Linked DNA regions of Mus musculus: region 2 is linked to region 1. Evidence: chromatin contacts called from public HiChIP or PLAC-seq data. All regions are on one chromosome and are shown on one strand. The core of a region is the stretch at or near the end of the contact, and the rest is flanking DNA. Distances in the headings are between cores, read along the strand shown.

The links. HiChIP or PLAC-seq counts read pairs in DNA pulled down with a chosen protein or histone mark.
Region 2: a contact with region 1 is called in a FOXA1 HiChIP or PLAC-seq map of pancreatic cancer cells. The contact joins two enhancer-like sites.

Annotation. Positions count from the first base shown.
Region 1 is chr1:162,790,564-162,795,731 of GRCm38.p6, reverse strand. It overlaps Fmo4 (flavin containing monooxygenase 4), which reads left to right. Exons shown (of 9, transcript NM_144878.1): 8 at 611-680; 9 at 1,339-1,849. The coding sequence ends at 1,774. Among named protein-coding and RNA genes, the nearest start is that of Fmo4, 19 kb to the left of the region's middle. Within about 2 kb of position 2,796, at least 26 of the 459 cell types and tissues checked have an H3K27ac peak or open chromatin away from gene starts, as enhancers often do. A contact at or near this core is called in pancreatic cancer cells, where this site is marked.
Region 2 is chr1:163,336,250-163,341,417 of GRCm38.p6, reverse strand. No RefSeq gene overlaps it. Among named protein-coding and RNA genes, the nearest start is that of Prrx1, 25 kb to the right of the region's middle. Within about 2 kb of position 2,362, at least 22 of the 459 cell types and tissues checked have an H3K27ac peak or open chromatin away from gene starts, as enhancers often do. A contact at or near this core is called in pancreatic cancer cells, where this site is marked.

The sequences.
Region 1 (5,168 bases), core at 1,547-4,046:
ACGAAAACCCATCCCAAGAACAATGACATGCTTTGAAGGAACTGAGGTCCCAAGACTTGTTTTCTTGGAGTGTTCTCGAAAGTACTCGGTTTTCTCCTCTCTCAACTCCTTTCCTGGACTGAGTTCCGACAGAGGTGGTCCTCACAATATACACAGACAGAACTCCTCCGAGGCTGAGACTGACCCACAGGAGACCTCGAAATAACAAAACAGAAGATGTGTCCAAAAATGGTCTCTCAGAGCGTTTCCATTTAAACAAGTGCCTCTAAACCACACACACACACACACACACACACAAGTGTCATTACACAATATAATATAGATTGTGTTGAGAGGGAAAGGGGGAACATAACTGTAGATGTGGAGGAACTACAGCAATTGTTGGAGCAGATGTGATGTCTGGTGTGTGTGGTGAGGGGCTGAGGATTGAGCCATCTGGCACCCATCTGAGAATCTGGTGATGAAGTTCCCTGGTTAACTGGAAGTTTCCTGTGTACTGCGGTTACTAAGTTCCAAGGTTGGAGGAGAGGGAGGCCAGAAATGAGAGGATGCAGAACTTAAGAAAAAGAAAAGCTAACATCTTTACTGTTGCTTCTGATCTTCCTCACAGGACTCTGTAGCATACCTCCATCTCAGAAACTGATGGCCGAAGCCACTAAAACGGAGCAGCTCATTAAAAGGTAAGAAGTACCCCCGCTATAGGGGATCCTTAGTAAATTCTACTCATCCCCCTGTGACTCGGAACATCTGTCCCTGTCTTCCTGCCTTGCCTTCACATGGTCCCATGAATTCCATTCTGAACGTAATTACTTCCCACCTCACAGGCTGGGCTTTGTCTATATTTGCCTTATGGCCTCTTCCTCCTTATTGTTGAACCCCAAAATTAGATCTCACTCATAGATGACCTCATCCTGGCCTGTGGCTTTAAATACCATTGTATAATTGATTATTCAAGTAATACTCCTGCCTCAGCCTCCCAGGTAGCTAGGATTATTCATTACCCTGTCCACGTATGAAATGCTTTCTGATCTAGTCTTTCATCAACATCTTATTTGGACAGACCAGGCTTTAGCCTCGTGTCATGCTCAAACACCAAAAGCCACGTCCTAAATGCTTCCCTTCCTACCTCCTATAACAAAGAACTTGCCCTCGCAGCTACACTTGCTAAATAAGCCCCCCTTGCTATTTCTTTCCAACTTAGAAAAGCATTCCCAAATGAAGTTTGATCCTAATACAGCAGTAACAAAGAAGTACGGTAGGGAGTTGATCTTATAACTTGGGAGATGCAGAACAGGGGGTGGGTGGCTAATGACTATTATTTGCCATTTTTGCCCGTAGGGGTGTGATTAAAGATACCAGCCAAGACAAACTGGACTTCATTACCTACATGGACGAGCTCACTCAGTGCATAGGCGCGAAGCCCAGCATTCCACTTTTGTTCATTAAGGATCCAAGATTGGCTTGGGAAGTTTTCTTTGGACCATGTACCCCTTACCAATACCGCCTAGTGGGCCCTGGAAGATGGGATGGAGCCAGAAATGCCATCCTGACACAGTGGGACAGGACTCTGAAACCATTAAAAACTCGAATTGTTCCTAAGTCCCCCGAGCCTACCTCCCTCTCACATTACTTAATAGCTTGGGGGGCACCTGTCCTGCTTGTCTCTCTTTTACTTATCTACAAATCTTCACATTTTCTTGAATTGGTACAAGGTAAGCTACCGAGAAGATTTCCCCCTTACCGATTACTGTGGTACATGCCCCAGAACTCATGAGTTGGTCTCCAGTTTACCAATGGAGGAAGGTGTCTGGGACACCCTCTTTAAACAGATTGGTGCTGCTCTCAACACTGGATCACTCTCAGTAGGGCAGGTTGTCATAAAGCAAGGCTGCCTCTGATCTCATCACGTTTTTTGTGCATTTATTTGTGCCCTTTGAACTTTCTACCATGTAATGACATAGAACAAACCTCTCACTAGAAGCTGTCACTGTATCCTTGAGCCCTCCAGCCTCCAGAACCATAAACAAAATTTACCCATTTCATTCATTCTATTGTGATGATGGGAAATGATCTGAGATGCCTCATTACTGATTGCTAAAGATTAATATGATTGCTTGTGAGGGCTGCACTAAGCCATGAGAGTTCCCCCTCAAGTATCTTGGGCATGCCTACTCTCTTCCCATAGTGTCTTCCAAGTTCATGCCTCACTGGCATGCCCATAGGCCAACCTATCTAGGCAATTACCCGCTGAGAATCTATTTCAAGATTATTTTAAGTTATGTAAAGCTGACAATTATAAAATACCTATCATGCGTAGAATCACACGACTTTTTGTTTGAGGGACTGTGGAGTTTTGTGGGGTCTGGTGTTTCAGGAGTATTTTGGTTTTGGTTTAAGATGAGGTCTCAGTATATGGCTTTGGCTGGCCTTGAACTCTTAAGGAGATCTTCTCACCTCTGCCTGACTGCTGTAATGTAAAAATATGTGCCACCAAACCCAGCTGTCACTTGATGTTTTGTATCTTATAATAAATGATGGAGCCTTCTCAGTTGTCATTATTTTATTCTAAACATTACTTAATAGAAAGCATAGCTAAGTAAATATTTGATTATTGGATGAATAAGTAGTGACTTCATTGACTAACGTTTTTCTTCTGACTCCATCTGTCCTTGTTCTCCTGCCAACATAATCCCTCATCCTCAATTAACTTAGCCTTGTAAAGAAACAAGGACACTCTATTGAGGATGACTGTTTAAGTAAAAGGCAATCCATGGGGCAATTAGAGGAACAATAACTGCTGGGTCACTGTGACACAAGTATGCTGCTAAGGATGACTAATCGGGAGGAAAACAGACTAACCAGAACTAATGAGAAGGAGACCTGGATTTTGATACCAGCTCCCTTGTGAGCTCTGGAGCCTTGGCCAAATTACTTAGCCTCCGTGACCTCAATCTGGAAAATGGTGGCACTAACCACCGGCACCTTACAATGAGCACTGCCTGAGACATGCAGAGTATGTCATTCAGAGTAAACTAACTGCTGGTTGTTTCAAACATTCCATCCTCTGAATTAAAAGATTAGAAAACTACCACTATTTCCTGTTGCTGTTCCTACGGTATAACCAGGTGTGGCCTTTGCTTCCCACAGTTCTCCATGGCAACGCTTTCCAGCTAGTATTGTCCGTGGATTCCCCCATCACCATTCGCTCCAACATGCAACAGCAAGAGAACATTAACCAGGGAGGAACTGATTTCAAGCTTTAGCAGCATCCCTTCTTTAACAGCTGGTTAATGTGTCTAGGTTCTTACTGACAACTCCCCAGTACAAGGGGCACTTAATTTCAAACCTGCAAAACTAACTAAAGCTGACCACCATAAACAAAAGTCTTTGTCTATGCTATTGGTGTCTCTCACTGAGTCCTTTAGGAAGCAAGCAGACAAAGATGTATTTATTAGCCCACCATAACTTAGATATATACTATACTATATATTTTTCCTATATATAAATTTTCAAATAAGAAATCAAAGTGTCAGAGAAGTAATTCTTCTTTGGTCACACAGAAAATAGGAGTGAACCCAGAGATCTGAATCCCTAAAGTCCAGGCTATCTCACTGGCTTCCTTGAGAGGCAATGCCTTTGCCTCCAGCCATCTCAGCTTACCTGTCACTGAAGCCCCACATAGCACTATGTCATGGTCTCCTCCAGGGAGCCTTCCTTGCTTACTTTTCCTCCTCCTTGCTACTTCTACACTTTAAACAGATCTTTAAATATTGGGGGTACCACATGCCATGACTCCAGCACTCCAAGAAAAGACAGTAGCAGGAAATGCCCATCATAACTAACTGCATTTTAAATGATAATCAGAATTTCATAGTAAATAAGAGGCTTGATCAACAACATTAGAAATTAAACTAAAAATTATGAAAATAAGTGTGCTTGTCTTTTATTTAACAACATAGTAATTATAATTGGGATTGTCGGACAACAAGTAGTGCCTTGTGACAATTTACATGACAGCAACTTAGAACAATCCTCAGTCTCTCACTACTTTGAAGACTAGAATATAAAATGAGTGATTTTTTTATAAAGCTTTTATTACATTTATGTATTAGGCGTGCGCATGCATATGCTATGAGGCACGTGTGGAAGTAAAAGGACAACTTGTAGGAGCCTTGTGGGTCCCAGCATGTGGACCATGCTGGTTTTAGGGATCAAGCATCAGGACTTAGAGGCAAGCTCTTTACCTGCTGAGACATCTCTCTATCCCAAGATTAGTGATAATTTTAATAGTCAAAGTTTGATTTTTTTTTTTGCAAAGTGACTCAAACTTTAACTATCTCGTATTTTTGTCAATGTCTTTTGAAATGTCTATCATGTTGGAATATTTGCCAACTGTCTCTATGACATTTTTATTTTTTTTTTCTATATGGAGTTTCATCCCAACTCTGTAGCAAGAAACTCACTGTAGTCTCCCTTTCCTATCTGACCCCAGTCCCCAAAATCACAGATCTTCTCCCTACAACTCATTCCATTATCCTAGCCTCTAACACCAGCAGACATTCACTAGGAACACAACAGCTAAGCAGAACAGGGAAACAGGTAAGCTAACTGAAGTCCCTCACCACTCCCTCCTCCCTTCCAAATCCAATCCCTGTCTTATCCCCAGCTCTGCAGCAGAACAACCAAGAAGCTTTTCCTGGACCCCTGTCCACATAGCCTGTGGATTCCATAGCTCTTCCCTTTCTAAACTCCCTTCCCCCACCCCACCCCCAACTCACTGCTTTGTGCCAGACCCCAACCACAACAGGGATCCTCTGAGACCCAAGAGACAATCTTCAACAAGTAGGTTAAAGATGGACCCACCTCTCCCACTGCTCCCAAATTCCAATCCTCCCAGTCCCATTCCCAGATCTCTAACAGGAAAACGTCTTCTATCTCCCTTTTGTCTTTACCCTCATTCCCAACAGATCACAAAGACCTTCCTCCCCAAGCTTCCTTTCCCCAACAGATGCCAACCCAGATTACTATATTCAGCAAAACTTTCAATCACCATAGAGTGAGAAAATAAGATATTCCATGATAAAATCAAAGTTAAACAATATTTATCTACAAATCTAGACTTCTTCTGGGTCTAGAAAGAAAACTGCAGCCTAAGGTGGTTAACCATA
Region 2 (5,168 bases), core at 1,113-3,612, 550 kb before region 1:
GTCTGAATAGTACAATACTGAAGAAATAATTGCCTACAATGAGAACTAAAATATGATTTCAAAGTCAGAGCAACAAGGACCCAAATCAGGTTTTGAATTGCAAACCTACTTAGTGGCTAATTGGACTCTGATGTATCCTTCACCCTACTGTTGTCTGAGCAGGGTTCTTAATTACAACCTGCTTCTAGTTTTCAAAGATGGCATCAAGATGTGTGGGATTTAAGCAGACAGTGCCAGGGTACACTGCATAACAATTGTGGCAAATGCTGTGTTTCCTCAAGAGTAGAAGAGAGAATAATTTCCTGGGTCAAAATATTAATGTCTGGGTTTTCAAGCCTGCTAATGTTATTATTCTGAAAATAACAATAACTCCTTATTTTATTGAGTCATGGACCTATTATTGAACTAAAACTATTTTACTCCATAATTAAAAATTATATTAGTTTAAATGTTTAATTTGAAAGATGGGTTCCAAGACAAATTATTATGAACTATTATAAATATTAATGGGTTTCTTCTGAAGGATAGTCACATATGAATATAGTAACCCTACACATTTGTTTATAAGGTACATGATTTCAAAAAAGGACTTGAAGTATGCCACTCAGGGGGAGTGAGAAAGATTCAATCAGCCGTTTTTATCTGAAAATTCAAGGCTCTAACAAGCATGCCCATAGAATGTCAAACATGACCCTTTTGCCCAGGACTGTCACCATGCTCTGCTTCCACCCAGAGAACTCTCAGCTCTTCTGTCATCTTAAGTTTAACCTGACACTAGTGATATCATAACCATGGAATATAACTTTTTAAAAATATTACAGCTAAGTTCTGGGTTGCATAAGTTGTCCTTTTAAAGGCACTCGACGGGGTCTGCCTTAGACTACTCTCACGTAAGGGCACACTAGACGGACTTTACCTTACGAGAGTCCGCTATCACACACTGTGCTCAGCCTAATAAAACTTAAGTAACCATTTCTCTTTTATTTAAAATATTTCTCATTTAGTATAGTTTTGTCGTGTTCCCACCTTCCCTAACTAGTAGTTTCTTTATTATGTAACTTAGCAACAGGGCTGGAAGGGTTTCAGTACCTTCCCTGGCAGTAGTAACAGAGCAGCCTCACCAGGACTCTCTGATTCCAAAGCAAGTGCTCCTCCCTTACATCAGGAGTGCTTGGGCCTCAGGTTAAGTTTCTTCTTAGTCCTGCATTGAAGATCTGCTCTGGACATCTGTCAGAAGCAAAATAAAATAAAAGATAATGAAAGCAGTTGATTCGTCCCTTAACAAGATAAACCTTAATATATCAAGGGACCCGGTCTCACTATTGAAGTACCTATCATGGATGTATTGCAAGTTTTCTTCCACCACCCCTTATCTTAGATGACAGCATCTCCAAGTCACTATATGTGCTTAGACCTAGGCCCTCCTTTAAAAACCTCAACAAAAACCTACTGTCTGCAAGATGAACAATTTGCATGTGATATAAATGCACACTCAAGCGTTTTGAGACTACTTGAATACTTTCCTCTGAGAAGAAAAGCAGCCGTGTCTTTGGTGTGCAGCAGGTGATAACTCTTACACACAGAGAGGAGCCCCAGTAGAAAAATGAAAGAATCCTCTATCTCACATTCTGCTCAGGCCAGGCCCTAGACATAGTATTTAGGGGGGAAAAGAGAAATGGCAGTTCTGGCGAACCACTTCCCCTTGAAGTCTAGATACTTGTAACAGGTCTGAAGTTTATAACCCTGTTCTTGATATCTACCTGAAGATAATCATAGTGGTTTTGCCCTATGCTAGTGTACTCTGGTTTATTTAAAAAAAAATTCAAAAATCTAGCTTTGGCATCAAGGTTCCTTCTGAATACTTTCATTTTGATAATAAGATGCATGAAAAATATGCTTTGGAGATTTCTTCTTATTCTTATATATTTACCCTTTGAGTTAACATGAAGTTTGAAGTATAAATTAAGACTATAACTAAGGTTGATGCTAGACAGATAGTGTTCAGAAGGAAGGGAGACAACTCCATGAATTATTCTCCAACATTGATTTCCCTGCACTGTGTAAACGACAAGAGAATGTACCACAGCCGGTAAGGGTTAAAGAAGCAAATTCCTGCCCGGAGTTGGTAAAATAGGGAGTTCCAATTTTAAACAAGATTCCTAAAGAATTACCCTACTCTTCAGGAAACAGTGTGGAAGGCTGTCACAATGAGACAAACCAAGGGATTTGGCAGCCATCTTGTGCACTGAAAGACGAAGTGTCTGGCTCTGAGCCAAGCAAAGCCAAAGTGATCAATATTACATTCTGAAAGCACCAATGGGCCCTTTGTCCCAGAGCTAGCTCTTCTGGGAGATGTGCCAGAAGATTCACGTGTGCATGTGTGCACACACACACGGAGAGTAACATGATGATTCAGGAAACTCAGTCATATGGGAAGATCAAAAGCACAGCAGGATATTCCTGCAACTCTGGCATTGGTCAGCAATACTTCAATGTCCACATCCAAATATGAAGATGGTTTAAAGAGTCTACAGATGGAAGAGAAACAGAGACTTGGGGTGGGGGAGGGGGAAGGTCCAATTTATTTCTCTCCTGTTGTCCTTCCACCTACCATGAGCAATCCTAGTGGACTGTCAATCACTCCCTTGTACCACTTTGAAGTATGACTCTCTCACTGAATCCTACAGAGTGGATGCCAGCCTGGCCCGGGCTCACCTCTTCAAGCATTTTGCCCTCCTGCACTCAAGCATTTGGAACACAGACTTGGGGTGAAGGGAATATGATCCCAGATCCAAGTCCAGACGGCTACTAGGACATGTCATGCGTCTGGCACGGAGCAAGCATGCATTCCCAATTTAAAATCAAGCAAGTGACCTCAGCTTTATTGGGAAAGGAGAAAGACATGTGCCTGGTGAAAAAACAGTGAAAAGATAGTGTTCCCCTGTGCAAAATGTATTTATCTGAAGATCAAGGTCATATCTGAGACCAAATACATGTTTAATTCATGAATAGCATTAACAGAAGGGTCTAATCAGGCATTCTTTCTACTCTTGTCTTTACATATAAATTTTAAGGATTCCTGGAGCCAAAGAGGAAATGAATATTCAACTTAGAACATTTTTATACATTTAATATCTACTTCTCATGATGTTTGCAGTTTTGACAATCTTTGTTATGAATAGCTTCTCATCACATTTCTGAGAGGGAAATCATTGTAATTATAACATTATATTATAGTGGAGCAGAAGGGAATGACTTGACATAGGTCATGTGACAATGCAATGTACAAGACAGGATCTCTCTCTATATATATCTGTATATAGATATGAATATGTACATATATGCATATGTGTGTATGTGTGTAGATAGATCAATAGATAGACAGGCAGGCAGGCAGGCAGACAGACAGACAGACAGATGGACGGAAACCACTGCCAGTTGTAAATTCTAGTGTGCATGGCAGAAACTGGGCTCGGTGCCCAGACAAAGCATGGCTCTTATGCAGAGGTATGCTTAGTCTGTGCTATTACCAAGAAAAGAAACTTGGGTAGTATTACATTAGATAAAACCTTTTTGGAAGATATGTCCCAATTATCATTAGTCTTGTAACTGTGAGGAATATAACGGAGAGGATGAGTTGCTCGGGCATGTGGTGGGAGTTGGTTCAGCCTCTAAATGGCTACACAATCTACTCTTTGCCAGGTTGCTATAATGACCCAGGTATAATGGTAATTTATGTCTCAGACTCTCCAGAGAGCTTTGCCCCAGTATCCTTGTGTTGACTACATGTCTATGTGATGAAATGATAGCTCATATTCTAGCATACTTCTGAGTAGTATAGATTAGACATTAAATATCTTTAGAGGTGAAGTGTCAAAAAAAACCTCCTAATGTCTGTGTCCTGGACAACAACTGAGACATTTTCTCTGATCTCACTCAAACTACTGTTTCTCTATCAAACAGCTAAATGATGATGATGATAATGATAATAATAACAATAATAAACCATATGTCAGCACAACATAGAAGAGTGCAACATGAAAATCAGATGAAGGAAGGAGCTGCAAATATATTTTCCTTTTTATTTTTTTTCTTTGTATTTTTGAAACATGGTCTCACTGTGTACCTCGGGCTGGCCATGAACTCACAGAGATCCCCCTGCTTCCATTTCCCAAGTGCAGGGATTAAAGGCTTGTGCTGTATACAAGGATATTTTTCAGAATCTCCTTTTATAGGTTTTTCTTTAAAAAAAAAAAAGACACAAAACCTCTTCATTTTTTTGTACAAACTTTGATATATTTAGGAAAAATTCTATTCTGAAGTATAAAAATTGATGTTGATATCATAAGGTTTGAGAGACTTCACTAGGACCCCAAAAAGGCCAGTGGAGAGAGAATAGCACTGGGTAAGGAGAGGCATGTGCCCCATGGCCACATCTGAGCAAGAAGCTTCCCCTAGTTGTTCTACAGAGAGGAGTTAAACGACATTATACCTTGTTGTTTACATTTCTATGACTTAAAACAGAATTGGTTATGAATTATTTTAGTATATCCAAGATAGTACGATGTCACTAGCTGTGGTTCCCAAGCTTAGCTTTGCTGTAATTCTCTGTAAGAATGGCATCTGAGCTGAAGACCGTACTGCGCCCCTCCTCTCAGTCTCTGCCTGTGTTTGCACAGCAGTGAGCGGAAATCAGTGCCGATTTCGTTCACGTTGCTTTCAGATGTCACTGCATAAGGATGTGTCCTAGCCATTATATAGTAGAATTAGTATTAATTTAAAACTTTGCCTAAGTGGTACTTTGTTGTTTGACTGTGTTTGTCTCTCAACAGCACTGTCAACATTTACAGCTTGGTGGGTATATGTCCATCTCGTTTAATCAACCACTACTTACCTGAATCTGAGCAGGGAAGGAATGCCATCTAACTGTAGCTGGTTCATAAGAGTAAAAATTACTATTTAAAATTTTTGTTTTACTGGATTCTGCATTTCCTTGATTACAACGAGACTGGTTTCCTTGTCTGTGACTCTCCTGGTCCTTTCTTTATTTTCCTTTTGGGTTAAGTTAGTTAATAGGAGTTTTTAAAACGTTGAGATACTGAATACAGTGTATGGCTTATAAATAGTTTTACTTTATTATAATTGTGTGTGTGTGTGTGTTTATGTGT